5 separate regions of the Sus scrofa genome follow, and all the other regions are linked to region 5. The links are chromatin contacts, called in public Hi-C and HiChIP or PLAC-seq maps. All regions are on one chromosome and are shown on one strand. Each heading gives the region's core, a stretch centred on a gene start, on an enhancer-like site or on the middle of the called end of the contact. The rest is flanking DNA. Distances are from core to core; before and after follow the strand shown.

Region 1 (2,700 bases), core at 95-2,594, 220 kb before region 5:
AGCTTCCTTAATTAAGTGGAAGGCAGAGCTCTGCAGGCAATGCCCACAGCCCCAGCACCAACGAGTCCGGCCCAGCCCTCCCATAAGCTGGGATAATAGCTACTCCCACATGGGGTGAGGCTTGTGCTACCTTCTCCATCCCAACCCCCTGTCCCAGGCTTGGGTGTGACAGGCCTGTTCAAGGCCTAGTGAGCCACAAACGCTAACCACCAAGGACTCAAACTGGCGGCCCATGGGCCGGGTCGGCCTCGAGGCGTGTTGGGTTTGGCCTGTGTTATGCTTTTGCTGAAAGTTAAAATAAGTTGCCAACACTGAAAATTTAGGATGTTGCATGCAAACATCCAGATTTCTGGCTTCCCTTGAGAAATGAAAAGATCCAGGTACTCTGGGCTTGTAAGTGCTGTGTGCTAGAGCTGAAGAATGGCTGCTCCCCCACAGACAGTATAGCTGCCCCTGACCCGTTTCACTTTTATGCCCCTGCCTGGCTCTTGTAGGCAGCTGAGCTGGCAAACCTCCCTGTAGGGTTAGGGGTCAGTTACCTATTTGCAAGATGGGATATTGAGGTTGAGAAAAACGGGTGACAACACTGGTTTGCACACTGAGCCTGGAACTCAGGTCACAATCATTTAGTTAAGTCTTTACTGAGCACCCACTATAGACCAGGCCCTGGGGACACAGACCATGAGAGATACTCTCCGTCCTTCTGGAGGTGACAATCTTCTACTCCACAGCCATAATGTCACCTGTATTGCTGGGTAACAGTCTCTGTTGGAGACAAGTCCTTTCTTGTTCCCTTGAGGTTGCTGGAAGTTGATTTCTTACAGCTCCTGGGACAGGGACAAGAAGCAGCCATCCTGAAAGGAAGCCCTTGGAAGAGTTCCCACCACAAGGCTGCTCCTACTTCCCAACCTGGGCTCTCAGAGAATGCGAGGGGTGGCCAGGGTTGGCTGACAGTGGTGGAGGGTGGGAGTGGGGGTAGGAGGGTGGAGAAGTGATCAGAGAAGCCACAGTAGTATCAGCTAGACAGAACAGGCTTTTCCATCCTGATTGAACCAAAGGTGAATGGATTAGGTTTCTCCTACTCCTCTTCAAAAGATGAGAAGTGGAGGGACAAGTCGCTGGAATACCCAGGTTCCCCACTTGCTAGTTCAGGAAATAAGCCAGTTTGGGGAAAATTGCACCTCCTCAACACAGTGCCACCCCTGGTCAGGAGGAGAAACTGCAGCCCAGCACCTCTATCCCCAGTTTCTCAGCCCTGGACCCCACTTGGGTTCCACTGACCCCAGTGCCACCAAGGCTTATTGCAGACATCCTGGCCTCCCAGAAGCCACATCTGAAGAGCATTAAGCAGCCCGCATACTCTCTGGACGGCTCCCCACTGACGCGGGGGGATGAATAACAGTCTCAGCCATCATGTGCGTTTGCTAAAAATAATCTTGACATACTTTTGCATTGGGAAACAATGTGGATTCCAAACATTCTCAAAGGGCAGAGAGGGGAAAAAAGGGAAGAATGGAAATCAAGTTTTTGAGCTTAGTAATTAATTGGCCTGTAAACAAATGACTCACGGTCTTTCCTGGCTATTTTTCTTTCCGTTTTGCGTGGAGTTTTGCAGGGATAAGGGGAAGGAGGCCAAGTGAGCCAAACTGATAGGCAAGACTGGGCTCAGATATGTTTCCCTGAGGTACAGGATGGCAACTGTCCTGAGCTGGCTAGTTGGAGAGTGAGAGGAAGAGCTTCAGGTGGAGGGAACAGCCTGTGTGGCAGGCCTGAGAACTGAAAGAGAGCTTGGCATGTTCCAGGAACAGTGAGGAGGCCATTGTGGCTTGAGTGGAGTGGACAAGGGGGTGAGTTCACAGAGGGCCACAGGCTCTGGATCACATGCAGCCCTATTGCTGTATTACGGCACGTAGACTTGATCCTGAAGACGATGGAAGCCACGGAAAGGTTTTAAGCTGAGAGGGTATATCATCTGATGCATACAGTGATGTTGTTTAAAAATAAGGTGATGAGAAAAATAAGTTCTAAATGTCTCTCTCTTGTTTGGATGCTTCTGATACTTAGATTTCCCCAATAAATAATTATCTAGTTGTTGTATTCCTTAAGGGTTCGTATAGTTAATGTCAGTCTCCTCTCCATAGAACATCAGCTCCATGATATTGGAGACTTTGTTGGTCTTGTTTACTGCTGTGTCCCCAGTGCCAAGACCAATGCTTGGCACACAGTAGGAGCCCAGTAAATGTTTGTCAAATGACTGAGCCCTCTCTGCAAGGTCAGCAGCCTCATTTCATTTGTCAGAGGAGGAACAGAGGGCAGAGAGGGCTCCACAGCCAGCCTGGGATGGTCCTGGGAAAGGCAGGTTTTATTTAGTTCAAAATAAGGAGAAGTTTTATTGCTGGAAAATCAATTCTGTAAGGGACTGAGTTCCCCAGCAATGGGGGAATTCAAATAGGGTACACATCACCAGCCCCACAATACCCCTCTTTGATTTGAGACAAACTCTGGGCTGGCTGATAGATGTCAGCCGACAATCTATGAGGCTGGCATGTTGCCATGTTCGTTGTGCAGATAGAGAAGCCGGGACCCAGAGAGGAACCGTGGCATACCCAAGGCCGCATAGTTATAAGCAGGGGAGCCCACAGTGGAATCCAGGCCTGACTATAAAGGCTTTTTCTTTTAACCCCTTTTCGGAGCCATGGA
Region 2 (2,700 bases), core at 85-2,584, 190 kb before region 5:
GGAGTGGGGCCTCCTGTGACACCTGCTTATGGCTCCCTATCTTCACTCTCCAACGCTTTCATCTCTGGAGGAACATGTTCATGGGTCTGCTCACTTGAAGATACCCGTGTCCCCCAACATCATATGCTGTCACTTACATGTGGAATCAAAAAAAAGGACACAATGAACTTCTTTGCAGAACAGATACTGACTCACAGACTTTGAAAAACTTATGGTTTCCAAAGGAGACAGGTTGGGGGGTTGGGGGACAGGCTGGGGGTCTGGGATGGAAATGCTATAAAATAGGGTTGTAATGATCGTTGTACAACTATAAATGTAATAAAACTCATTGAGTAATTAAAAAAAATTTTAAAAAGATACCTGTGTCCCCTCAGGGTGTCAGCTCCAGGAAGGCTGGGTCTGGGGGCTTTATCTCAGTTCCTGGAACAGTATTGGTATGCAGCATCCAGCAGGTGCGCTGATGTATGTTTGGCAAATGAGTGAGCGTTGGTGCTTTAAAATCAGACCTTGGAATCTTTGCAAGTTTCTTAAAATTCCAACAGTGGAGAGTTGCAGACTTCGAGGCACTGAGACTCAGAGGTTCTGGAGTCCACCTGCCCCCCGACCTCCAGCCCTGCTCAGTTCACCTCTCTGTCTCTCTGTTTCCTTCTGTCTCTGTGTCTTCCTCTGTCTGGCTCAGTCTTGAGCCCCTCCCTCTCACTGTCTCTCCCCTCTCTCTGTCTCTCCAAGTGTTTTCATCTCTGTCTTCCTCTGTATGTCTCTCTCCTATCTTCCTCCTCTCTCCTCTCCTCTCCTCTCCTCCCCTTCCTCTCTGTTTACCGTTGTCCTCTGTCTCTCTTTCTGTGTCTCCGCTTGTCCCTCCTCTCCATCCTCCCCCTCCCTTAGCCTCTGTGGGTACTGGCCCAGCTGCTGCTGTAAATGGCTTTTCTGCCATCTGCCCCACTGAAGGGTTCCCTCCAAGTGTGACAAGGTTGAGCTGTTCTGTGGTCCAGTGAGGAGCAGGGATGGACCCAGGGAGGCTGGAGCTGGGCGTGGAAGCTCTTAGCAACCTTTTCGTTGTGTGACTTGTCAAAGTCAATAATCTCTCTGGGCCCCATCTTCCTTACAATTTCTGGGACCTCCTTTATTTCTCTTCCAAACCTGCCTATTATTTTATTGGCTTGTGGTGATGCTCAGAGAAGTTTATGGATGGGGGGATCTTCACCAGTGCAGCCTCTATGGCAGCCGGAGCAATCTTTTGCCAGGAGTTGACCATGAGAGGGACCAGGCTGGGTGTGTTCCCTGGCTTAGGTCACTATCTATCCTGGGCTCGCCACACAGGGCTCTTTTTACCCAGCCAGGCCTCCCGTCTAGAATCTTGAACTCATTAGGCTGCTTCCAGTCTCAGGGCCTTGGCAGGTGCTGTTCCATCTGTTTGGGACGCTCTTCCTTCTGTCTTGGTCTAGTTAAACTCCTACTTGTTCTGATTCTGGCTTAAACACTGCCTCCTCCATGAAGCCCTCCCTGATGACACCCCCATACGCTAGGTCACCCTGTTAACCACTTTCCATCACTTAGCACAGTTGTAATTACTTTATTTATTTGCTCTCAGCTGCCACAGCCTCCCTATCCCATCATTTGAGCTAAGATTCCCCCCTTCCTCCACCCCTGCCCCCCAAGGGAAGTTGGGAGGCCCAGGCCCATGAGTCAGCAAAGTTCTCCTTCCTCTCTTGGCACTTTCTCTGCAGAGGCTGAGAGCTGGCTTCCTCCAAGGGTGATTAAATTCAAGGGTGTCTAGGTAGAAGGGAGGTGAGCAGGGCCTCTTCCTAGCCCCTGGACCAGCTCTTCAGCACCAGATAGCTTTTCTCCATCTCCATCTCCATGACAACCCCTCCTGGCCTGAGCCACCATTGATAGGCTCTCCTGCTCCTGCTGCCCCATCTGGAGAATCCAGAGGGAGCTTTTCCCACCCCAGACCTAATCTCCAATTTGCCTTGCTATAAACTCTTGCATGACTCCCCATTATTCTCACAATAAAGCCCAGCTCTCCTCAGTTGGACTACAAGCTCTCCATGGCCTGACCTTGCCTCTTTTCCTTCATGCCCCAGTAGCACCCAGCTCCTTGCCTCCAAGACTTAGCACTTGCTGTTCCCTCTGCTCTGGATACTGTTCCCCAAAAATGGATGAAAGACTCAAGTGGTATTCCCTCACCACTTTCATGTCTTTGACCAGATGTTACCTTCTGTGAGAGCTTCCCTGACTGCCCTACTTAAAATTTTAACCTCCTCAGTACCCCTTCTCCCCGTCCCTCCTTTAGTTCTTCCTATAACCTTGAGACCTGGGAGTAGGCCACACATGTTACTGATTCATCTCGTTTCTCATCTGTCTCCCCCACTACAATGGCAGGTCCCTTGGTCAGTATAGTTCCCTGCTGTATTGCCAGCAAGGAGTGAGCCTGGGCTACATGGCTTTGGGGTCACAAGGGCCTGATTTGGAGTTCTGGCTCAGTCACTTTCTGAATTTCTTCTTTCTAGGCCTAAGTTTTCTTACCTGAAACATGAGAGAATATTTGGAATTGGAGCAAGGGTGAAATAAAATCCTGTGTGTAAAAAAGGGGGATGGGGAAGAACCAAAATAAAAAACTCATCATTCATCATTTTGGGGAAATGGGTGACTCCATTCTGCTCTGGCCACTCTGTGGACTATTATGCAGCTGTTAAA
Region 3 (2,700 bases), core at 14-2,513, 150 kb before region 5:
TGGGTCCACAGCCTCTCACCCTTTCCCCTTGTCCCAGCAGTCAGCTTCAGTGAAATACAAGAACAAGTCACCTGTGCTGAGTACCTATGGAATGCCCAGCCCTGCATGGAGGGTTTTGGGAGTGTCAGCTCATTCATTTCTCCTGCCAGCTGTATGAGGGAGGTGTTATCATGTTATCCATTTGATAGAGGACATGGAGGCCCAGAGAACTTAAGCAGTATTCCTAAGGTCACACAGCCAAGAAGCAGCAGAATGAAATCAGAACCCAGATCTGCCCCAGCTTAAAGCCTGTGTTCTACCACTGACAGTCACGTGCCCCCACCAGGTCTGGCTCCCTGTGATCCGAATACCATAATCATTCCGTGTATCAGGAGGGTAAACTGAGGCTCTGAGAGAGAGAATCACTTGCGTGAGGTCATACAGTGGGAAGGGGCAAAGCCAAAGGTTGAATCCCTGAGTCCACTTTTCTTCCACCAAATGATACAGCTGCTTGTCTTCCCAGGCCTATTTTCTCATTTGATGGGGGCGTGAGGACAATGTCTACCTAATTGGGTGGATGTGAGGATTAGAGGTGGTGCAAATCAGTTACCCAGCTCAGTGCCTGGCAGTTAGTAGATGCTTTAAAAAGGATGCCGTGATTATTTGTGTAAAGGTGGCTGCAATATTACATGAGTGAATTAATGTAAGGCACTTAGCTCAGTGTCCAAGTAGCACTTAAGTGCCTAGGGGCACATAGTAAGTGCTCAATACGGGCTAGCAGGTGTTATTATTATTAGAGGACCTATCACAGGGGACAGCCTGTTATCCTCCCAAACCAGCTTCCTTCCCAAACTGCCTTCCACTTGTTTCTCTCTTTATCCAACAAACTGGCTTTAGAGTCTGGGATAGGATTTGGAGGTGAGGAGGATGCAGAGCCTGTTGCTTATTGTTAGGGAGTTGCTGAGAGCACTAGATAGTGAGTCCGGATTCCTGGGTTTGAACCCTGGACCCACTGTGTGTCCTCTGGCAAGTGCCTTGCCCTCTCTGAGCTTCAGGTTCACCTTTCATCTGCAGAGCTGGGCCAAGCTGCTCTGGGAGGCGCCAGCCCAGCACAGGGATGGGGGTGGTTCCTGTGCCCCCTTTGGCCACTAGTCCCCACCTCCTGACTCCCGAGCTGCCGGCCTGCCCGGCTCAGCTGTGACGACCAACCAGCCAATCTGTTTACTGAACTGGCTGACCCCTTCCGGGAACTCGGCCCAAGCTTCCCAGAACTTGAGTATTAATGACCCGGAGCCACATGACAGAGCATGACACAGCACTTTTGGGCTCAAGGCAGGACCCAGAGGGGTGCGTGGGGGGCCGCAGCCCAGCCCCTCGGCCGGGCTGGCTGGTGAGTCACTCCGGCCTCCTGCAACTTCCTGATCCTGGCCACTCTGCGGCTCTCCCCGTATCCAGAACCCCCTCCCCCTGCCAGGGCCACCCTGGGGCCCCTGGCTCTTTGCCCTAGTGACCTAGAAGAGGTCTTGGGGGATCAGGACTGCCTTCTGGGGTTACAGATGAGGAGAATGAGGCCCAGAGGCTTGGAGTAAACAGCAGGGAGCACTTTTAAGCATTCACTGTGTGCAAGACATGGGGCAAACAGCTCATGCCAGCCCCGAAACAGCCCTGCAGAGTAGCATATGCCAGATGGGGAAACTGAGGCTCAGAGAGAGGACCAAGGGCATCCACATTTCAGGGCAGCAAGATATCCTAACAGCTCTCTTGGGCCTCAGATGCTCTCCTTTCAGTTGGTCAACAACCCCACAAGGGAGGGGTCTTGGGGTCTGATTCACAGCAGGGAAACCGAGGCATAGAGGGGCTGAGTACCCTGCCCGAGGTCTCAGAGCTCCGCCTCCAGGACCTGTGCTCTGAACCAGCGCCTGGCATATCCGCTAGTGCCCATGCACTATCTGTGCACTGACCAGCGTGGGTGAGAGCACGCACAGACCCTGGCATCATGCAGAGCTGGGGTTGATCCTCGACTGCACCTTCCTCTGGCTCCTCGGCCTGGGGCCTGTGGCTGCACCCAGCTGTACCTCACTTTCCTCACTGATAGGGGGTGACTGTAGTAGTCCCGACCTGGCAGAGCAGCCATGAGGGCTATGGTGTTTAAATAGCATTTGGCCGCATTGAAATTGCCCGTGGACACTGACTTTCAAGTCTGCATCTTCTCCCCGCCCAGGTCAACCTCTGGGCCCCACATCCTCCTCCTTCACTCTTTGCTGCCCAAGGGCAAATTGAGGGTGGTGGATTTTATGGGGCTGGGAACCAGACAGGCTCTGGGGCTCAGAGGGGCACCTGCCTGGGGCGGGAATGGAGCCTCCTGGTTCCCAGCCCCTGAACTTCAAGCTGGGGCCAGGGGTGCACAGGGGCAAGGCAGCACTTGGATGCTCTTCTCTTCATTCCACAGCTGCTGCTTGAGCACCTATTGTATCAGACTCGAGGGGACCCAGCAGCGAACAAGGCTTCCGCCTGCATTCAGGTGGAGGAGAGATCAGTGAGCAAACACAGGAATAGATAAGATAATTTCATGGCAGAAATAAACAGGGGTGTTTGGGAGCTGCACAGGTCAGAGAGGGCTTCTCTGAGGAGGTGACCTGGAGAGACTTCTGAAGGAGGAGAAGGAACGGACCCTGGGGGAAGAGATTTCCAGCAGGGGTAACAGCAAGGGCAAAGGCCCTG
Region 4 (2,700 bases), core at 123-2,622, 250 kb before region 5:
TTCTCTCTGCATAGCCCCCACTGGGGCCTGGCAGAACTCCTTTCGCACAAGCCTCAGAAACAGGTGTTTTGGCCTTCTGGTGGCAAATAGGTCTGAGAGTGTAGGGACCAGGGCTTTTCTTTGAGAATAGTGGGGGACATGAGGCCATCTGACCTGGGGTGTGCTATGCCCCCTCTGGGCCTCTTTACACCCTGGGAGAGGCCCTTCTCTCTGCTGTGCATCTTAGAGCAGAAAGCCTTATGTTTGGGAGTCTGTGGTGGAGACAATAATACAACTAATAATAAGTTTTGAGACCTTCAAGGATTGAAGGTTAGCTAAGTGACCTGCGCAAGGTGACACAGTAATGTCAGAGCTTAGCACCTACACCCCCTTCTACACTTTGGGTGCCCAAGTGGGAGTGGGGTGGGGCTGGAGAATACCCGGGTGTGGTCTGAGGGGGCGGGCGGCTGTGCTGGGCAGGGCTAGGAGAGGGGCAAGGTCGGGCCCCTGGCAGATGCTCCAGTGGAGCTTGCTCCAGACTTGCACTCCCAAAGCCCCCAACCACAAGTCTTCGCATTTAGGAGAGAAGTCCCTATAGGCGTGAAATCCTCTCCTTCCAAAAGTTGGGGACGAGGGCAAGTTTAGGGGCGGGGCCGGGCCCTGGAAGGGCTTTGGAGATGGGCTACCTCTCCAATAGCCAGAGCAGGGGTTTGGGGTCTCCAGGATCCCGCCTGGGGCGCGTCCCCTCCTTAAGGAGTTGGGGCTGAGAGCCGCTGATCTTGAAGCCACGGCCTCCTCCAGCAGGGGGCGGGCCGCGGCCGCGTTTAGGGTGGGGGAAGGCGATGGCGTCGCCCCCTCCCCGGATTCCCCCCTCCCTTCTAGTACAGCCTCCAGCCCAGAGGGGGCGGTCCGGGGGCGGGTTCGCGCCTCTTCTCGCTTCCAATCCTGAGTCCGAAGGGTGGGGGTGGGCAGGGGGCGTGTGGCGGCCCCCGAAGCCGGAGGACCCCCCAAGGGCGCGCTCCAGATCTTCAGTCAGGTCACGGTGCCCCACCGCCGCCCTGCCGGGGGTCTCGGGCGGCCACAGCGTGTCCTCTGCGTGCCCGGGGAGGGGTTGGGGCGGCCGCCAGGCGTGACGCAGCCGTTGCCATGGCCCGCCTTATAAATAACCGGGCTCTGGAGAAACTTTAGCGAGTCAGAGCCGCGCACGGGACCGGGAAGGGGACCCACCCGAGGGTCCAGCTACCAGCCCCCGCACTAATAGCGGCCAATCCAGCGGAAAAAGCAACAGCAGCAGCAGCGACACAGCAGCGACAGTTCGGAGCCAGGAGGCCGCGCCACCTGCGGGCCGGCCGGAGCGGGCAGCCCCAGGCCCCCTCCCCGGGCACCCGCGTTCATGCAACGCCTGGTGGCCTGGGACCCAGCATGTCTCCCCCTGCCGCCGCCGCCTGCCTTTAAATCCATGGAAGTGGCCAACTTCTACTACGAGGCGGACTGCTTGGCTGCTGCGTACGGCGGCAAGGCGGCCCCCGCGGCGCCCCCCGCGGCCAGACCCGGGCCGCGCCCCCCCGCCGGCGAGCTGGGTAGCATCGGTGACCACGAGCGCGCCATCGACTTCAGCCCATACCTGGAGCCGCTGGGCGCGCCGCAGGCCCCGGCGCCGGCCACGGCCACCGACACCTTCGAGGCGGCTCCGCCCGCGCCCGCCCCCGCGCCCGCCTCCTCCGGGCAGCACCACGACTTCCTCTCCGATCTCTTCTCCGACGACTACGGGGGCAAGAACTGCAAGAAGGCGGCCGAATACGGCTACGTGAGCCTGGGGCGTCTGGGGGCCGCCAAGAACGCGCTGCACCCGGGCTGCTTCGCGCCCCTACACCCGCCGCCCCCGCCGCCGCCGCCGCAGCCGGCCGAGCTCAAGGCGGAGCCGGGCTTCGAGCCCGCGGACTGCAAGCGGAAGGAGGAGGCCGGAGCGCCGGGCGGCGGCGCCGCAGGCATGGCGGCTGGCTTCCCGTATGCGCTGCGCGCCTACCTCGGCTACCAGGCGGTGCCGAGCGGCAGCAGCGGGAGCCTGTCCACATCCTCGTCGTCCAGCCCGCCCGGCACGCCGAGCCCCGCCGACGCCAAGGCGCCCCCAGCCGCCTGCTACGCGGGGGCGGCGCCGGCGCCCTCGCAGGTCAAGAGTAAGACCAAGAAGACCGTGGATAAGCACAGCGACGAGTACAAGATCCGGCGTGAGCGCAACAACATCGCGGTGCGCAAGAGCCGCGACAAGGCCAAGATGCGCAACCTGGAGACGCAGCATAAGGTCCTGGAGCTCACGGCCGAGAACGAGCGGCTCCAGAAGAAGGTGGAGCAGCTGTCGCGCGAGCTCAGCACCCTGCGGAACTTGTTCAAGCAGCTGCCCGAGCCCCTGCTCGCCTCCTCCGGCCACTGCTAGCGCGGCCCCCGCGCGCGTCCCCCTGCCGGCCCGCCGGCCTCCGCGCTGCCGGGCGCGCCGCGGCCACAGTGACTCCGGGAAGCGCCCGCGCTCCCGCCCCCGCCCCCAGTGGCGCCGGCAAAACTTTGGCACTGGGGCACTTGGCAGCGCGGGGAGCTCGTCGGTAATTTTAATATTTTATTATATATATCTATATTTTTGTCCAAACCAACCGCACATGCAGATGAGGCGCCCGCCCGTGGTGTTATTTAAAGAAGAAATGTCTATGTGTACAGATGAATGATAAA
Region 5 (2,700 bases), core at 66-2,565:
GGAAAGGTAAGTGGGTGAAATGCATGGATGAAAGGATAAATTGATGGATGGATGGATGGATGGATGGATGGAGAGATGGATGGATGGAGAGATGGATGGATGGATGGACAGATAGATGGATGAATGAATAGATATGTAGGAGGGTGAAATGTATGAATGAAAGGATGGATGGATGGATAGATGAATGGAGGATGGACAGGTAGATGGATGAATGGATGAGTGGATAGATAAGTGAAATGCATGAATGAAAGGATGGATGGATGGATAGATGGGTGGGTGGATGGATGATATTGATGGATGAGTGAGTGAGTGAGTAGAATGCATACATGGAATGAATGCATGACTATACATGTAAAAGAATTAACTAAATAAATGGTCATGGAAAGCAGAGGCATTAGGAGTTCAAGTGTTTGTTCCTGGACCTTGAATGCACCCTTCAGGAAGGTCTTAAACTGGCAGTTCTCAGGCCAAATCAGGCTTCAGACTTGTTTTATTTGGACATCAAGGGTTTTTAACTTTTTAATTAATTGCCATTGTGTAAAAATTAGGAAATTTCACATAAGTAATCTAGATTTCTGCCTTCTCTTGCAAAATTGGGCCAGCCCACAGGAAACAAAGTGCCAGGACTAACCAGGCTGAGCCGTCTGGGACACCACGGTCCCCACCACTCCCCAGTGCATCCCTCATGTTGAGGTTGAGTCTCAGCTGCCGTTTATCATGGCACTGGGGCTGGCGTTTTTCTCACAGTACAAATATAATGAAAACGAAAAATCTCTTGTACATGACTTTCCATCAAAAGTGGGAAAATGAAAATATATAAAAAGAAAACTGGGAGAAAAGGTATTTCTTTGTGGAACAAGAGAATATTTCTGTGGATTTGAAACCCAAGCAATGCATACTTTTCTGAGGGACAGTAGATTACATTGGTTAAGGGCACAGGTGCTGGAGCCTGACAACTTGGGTTCAAGCCCCAGCTCTGCCACCTACTGGCTGTGTGGCCTTGGGCAAGTCACTGAACTTCTCTGGGCCTCAGTTTTCTCATCTCTGTGGCAGGGATGGTGTCGGTCCCCACCCCCAGGGTATTAATACTTGTTAATACAAGTTCCTATATGTGAGGCTCTGTGTGTGTGAGCCATTCTTACCTTAAGCAGGACTAACTTCGGTCACTGCCTGGGCCCTGTAGGTCCACAGTAGGGGTTCTAAACCCAAGGCCATTTGGCAATGTCTAGATTTGGCAATGTCTAGAGACCTTGGACTGTCACAACGTCCCATTCCAGGCTGCAGCCAGTTAAACAAGGGATGTGTCCCCAGCGCCTCCTGGTGGCCTCATCCCTAAACTGCGTGAAATTCCCCAGCCTTGGGTAGTGGTGGAGAGATTGGGGACTTACCCCAGGGCCATAGTCTCCAGACTAGTTGTCAGGGTAGAGATTTAAAGTAATGAAAGATGGCAGCAAAGGCTTGGGCGTTTGGATCCCAGCTCTTGAACAGAGCAGCAGGAAGACTTGAGCCAAATTCTATGACCTTTCTGGACCTCAGTTTCCTCCCCTATAAAATGGGGATGATGTCACTTCAGTGTTGTTGAAGGACTAGATTAGGTAACAGACAAAAACAGACAGCGCACATGGGACTCTTCACAATCGTCTTCTCTGACACTGGTGTACATCCAAATCCATAACCATTTACATTTGATGAACTTCCAAACTACTCAGAGTGATTTTTTGGTTTTGTTTTGGTTTTGTTTTTTGTCTTTTTAGGGCTGCACCTGTGGCATGTGGAAGTTCCCAGGCTAGGGGTTGAATTGGAGCTGTAGCTGCCAGCCTATGCCACAGCCACAGCAACGCAGGATCCAAGCCACGTCTGCAGCCTACACTACAGCTCACAGCAATGCCAGATCCTTAACCCCACTGATCAAGGAGGGATCGAACCAGTGTCCTCATGGACACTAGTCAGGTTTGTTACACTGAGGCACACTGGGCACTCCATCAGAGTGATTTTTGTTTTATAAAGACATATTTACTTACATGGAATGGGATCCACATATATCATCAAGTAACCTCAGGCTTCAAAAACCTTGTGCCCAGAAGGATCCCATTTTTGTTTGGCTTACCTGGATGTTCAAATAGGTACACTTGTAGCATATATGAGAAAGAAAGACCTAAATTTCTTCTTATATAAAGAGCTCTTGCAGATGGAAAAAAAGAAACAATTATCCAATGGAAAGATAGGCAAAGGACTGAATGCTTTGCTACCAGAAAAGAAATAATAATACAAATGGCCTTTAGATATATTTTTAAATCCCCAACCTAATATAAAAGGAAGGACTGCAGAATACAACCACCGTGAACACCTTTTTCCCCAGTGAGCAGGGCAAAGATTGAGAAGTCAAATCATAGTAGGCGTCGGCTAGAGTGTGGGGAAACCAGCCCTCACGTAAGCTGATGGTCTGAATGCCAATTGGTAGGTATGACCTTAGAAAGCATTTGGACAATAAGTGTTAAAATTTAAAAACGCACCTGCCCTGTGACCAGGCAGTTCAGCTGCTAGGAATGTATCCCCACAGAAATAGATCCACATACACGGAAAGACTCCTGTGAAGGGAATACTAATTGCAGCATTGTTTGCTGCAGCAAAAGACTGGAATCACCTACATGACTATCACCAGGGGCTGGTTAGATAAATTATTATATTCAGACAATGGAA

The links. Hi-C and Micro-C count contacts between places; a contact is called where the count stands out from the background. HiChIP or PLAC-seq counts read pairs in DNA pulled down with a chosen protein or histone mark.
Region 1: an H3K27ac HiChIP or PLAC-seq map of alveolar macrophages shows a contact between it and region 5. The contact joins two enhancer-like sites. A contact is called at or near these places in 2 of 47 Hi-C or Micro-C datasets (embryonic fibroblasts and epiblast stem cells) and 2 of 2 datasets of contacts at active chromatin or transcription factors (alveolar macrophages and skeletal muscle).
Region 2: a contact with region 5 is called in an H3K27ac HiChIP or PLAC-seq map of skeletal muscle. The contact joins two enhancer-like sites. A contact is called at or near these places in 2 of 2 datasets of contacts at active chromatin or transcription factors (alveolar macrophages and skeletal muscle).
Region 3: a contact with region 5 is called in an H3K27ac HiChIP or PLAC-seq map of alveolar macrophages, with 5 times the contacts expected there. The contact joins two enhancer-like sites. A contact is called at or near these places in 1 of 5 promoter capture datasets (liver), 8 of 47 Hi-C or Micro-C datasets (blood, embryonic fibroblasts, liver and 3 more) and 2 of 2 datasets of contacts at active chromatin or transcription factors (alveolar macrophages and skeletal muscle).
Region 4: a contact with region 5 is called in a Hi-C map of liver, with 6 times the contacts expected there. The contact joins the promoter of CEBPB here to the enhancer-like site in region 5. A contact is called at or near these places in 5 of 5 promoter capture datasets (fetal liver, fetal skeletal muscle, liver and 1 more), 38 of 47 Hi-C or Micro-C datasets (adipocytes, adipose tissue, alveolar macrophages and 17 more) and 2 of 2 datasets of contacts at active chromatin or transcription factors (alveolar macrophages and skeletal muscle).

The regions. Positions count from the first base shown.
Region 1 is chr17:51,752,522-51,755,221 of Sscrofa11.1, forward strand. No RefSeq gene overlaps it. Among named protein-coding and RNA genes, the nearest start is that of CEBPB, 31 kb to the left of the region's middle. Within about 2 kb of position 1,345, at least 26 of the 83 cell types and tissues checked have an H3K27ac peak or open chromatin away from gene starts, as enhancers often do. A contact at or near this core is called in alveolar macrophages and skeletal muscle, where this site is marked.
Region 2 is chr17:51,786,812-51,789,511 of Sscrofa11.1, forward strand. The region is part of intron 1 of LOC110257431 (a long non-coding RNA gene); the gene reads left to right. Among named protein-coding and RNA genes, the nearest start is that of CEBPB, 66 kb to the left of the region's middle. Within about 2 kb of position 1,335, at least 6 of the 83 cell types and tissues checked have an H3K27ac peak or open chromatin away from gene starts, as enhancers often do. A contact at or near this core is called in alveolar macrophages and skeletal muscle, where this site is marked.
Region 3 is chr17:51,820,143-51,822,842 of Sscrofa11.1, forward strand. The region is part of intron 1 of LOC110257431 (a long non-coding RNA gene); the gene reads left to right. Among named protein-coding and RNA genes, the nearest start is that of CEBPB, 99 kb to the left of the region's middle. Within about 2 kb of position 1,264, at least 41 of the 83 cell types and tissues checked have an H3K27ac peak or open chromatin away from gene starts, as enhancers often do. A contact at or near this core is called in alveolar macrophages, liver, retroperitoneal adipose tissue and 1 more, where this site is marked.
Region 4 is chr17:51,721,261-51,723,960 of Sscrofa11.1, forward strand. It overlaps CEBPB (CCAAT/enhancer binding protein (C/EBP), beta), which reads left to right and starts at 1,373. Exons shown (of 1, transcript NM_001199889.1): 1 at 1,373-2,413. The coding sequence starts at 1,373. The coding sequence ends at 2,413.
Region 5 is chr17:51,972,821-51,975,520 of Sscrofa11.1, forward strand. No RefSeq gene overlaps it. Among named protein-coding and RNA genes, the nearest start is that of PTPN1, 43 kb to the right of the region's middle. Within about 2 kb of position 1,316, at least 14 of the 83 cell types and tissues checked have an H3K27ac peak or open chromatin away from gene starts, as enhancers often do. A contact at or near this core is called in adipose tissue, alveolar macrophages, fetal liver and 3 more, where this site is marked.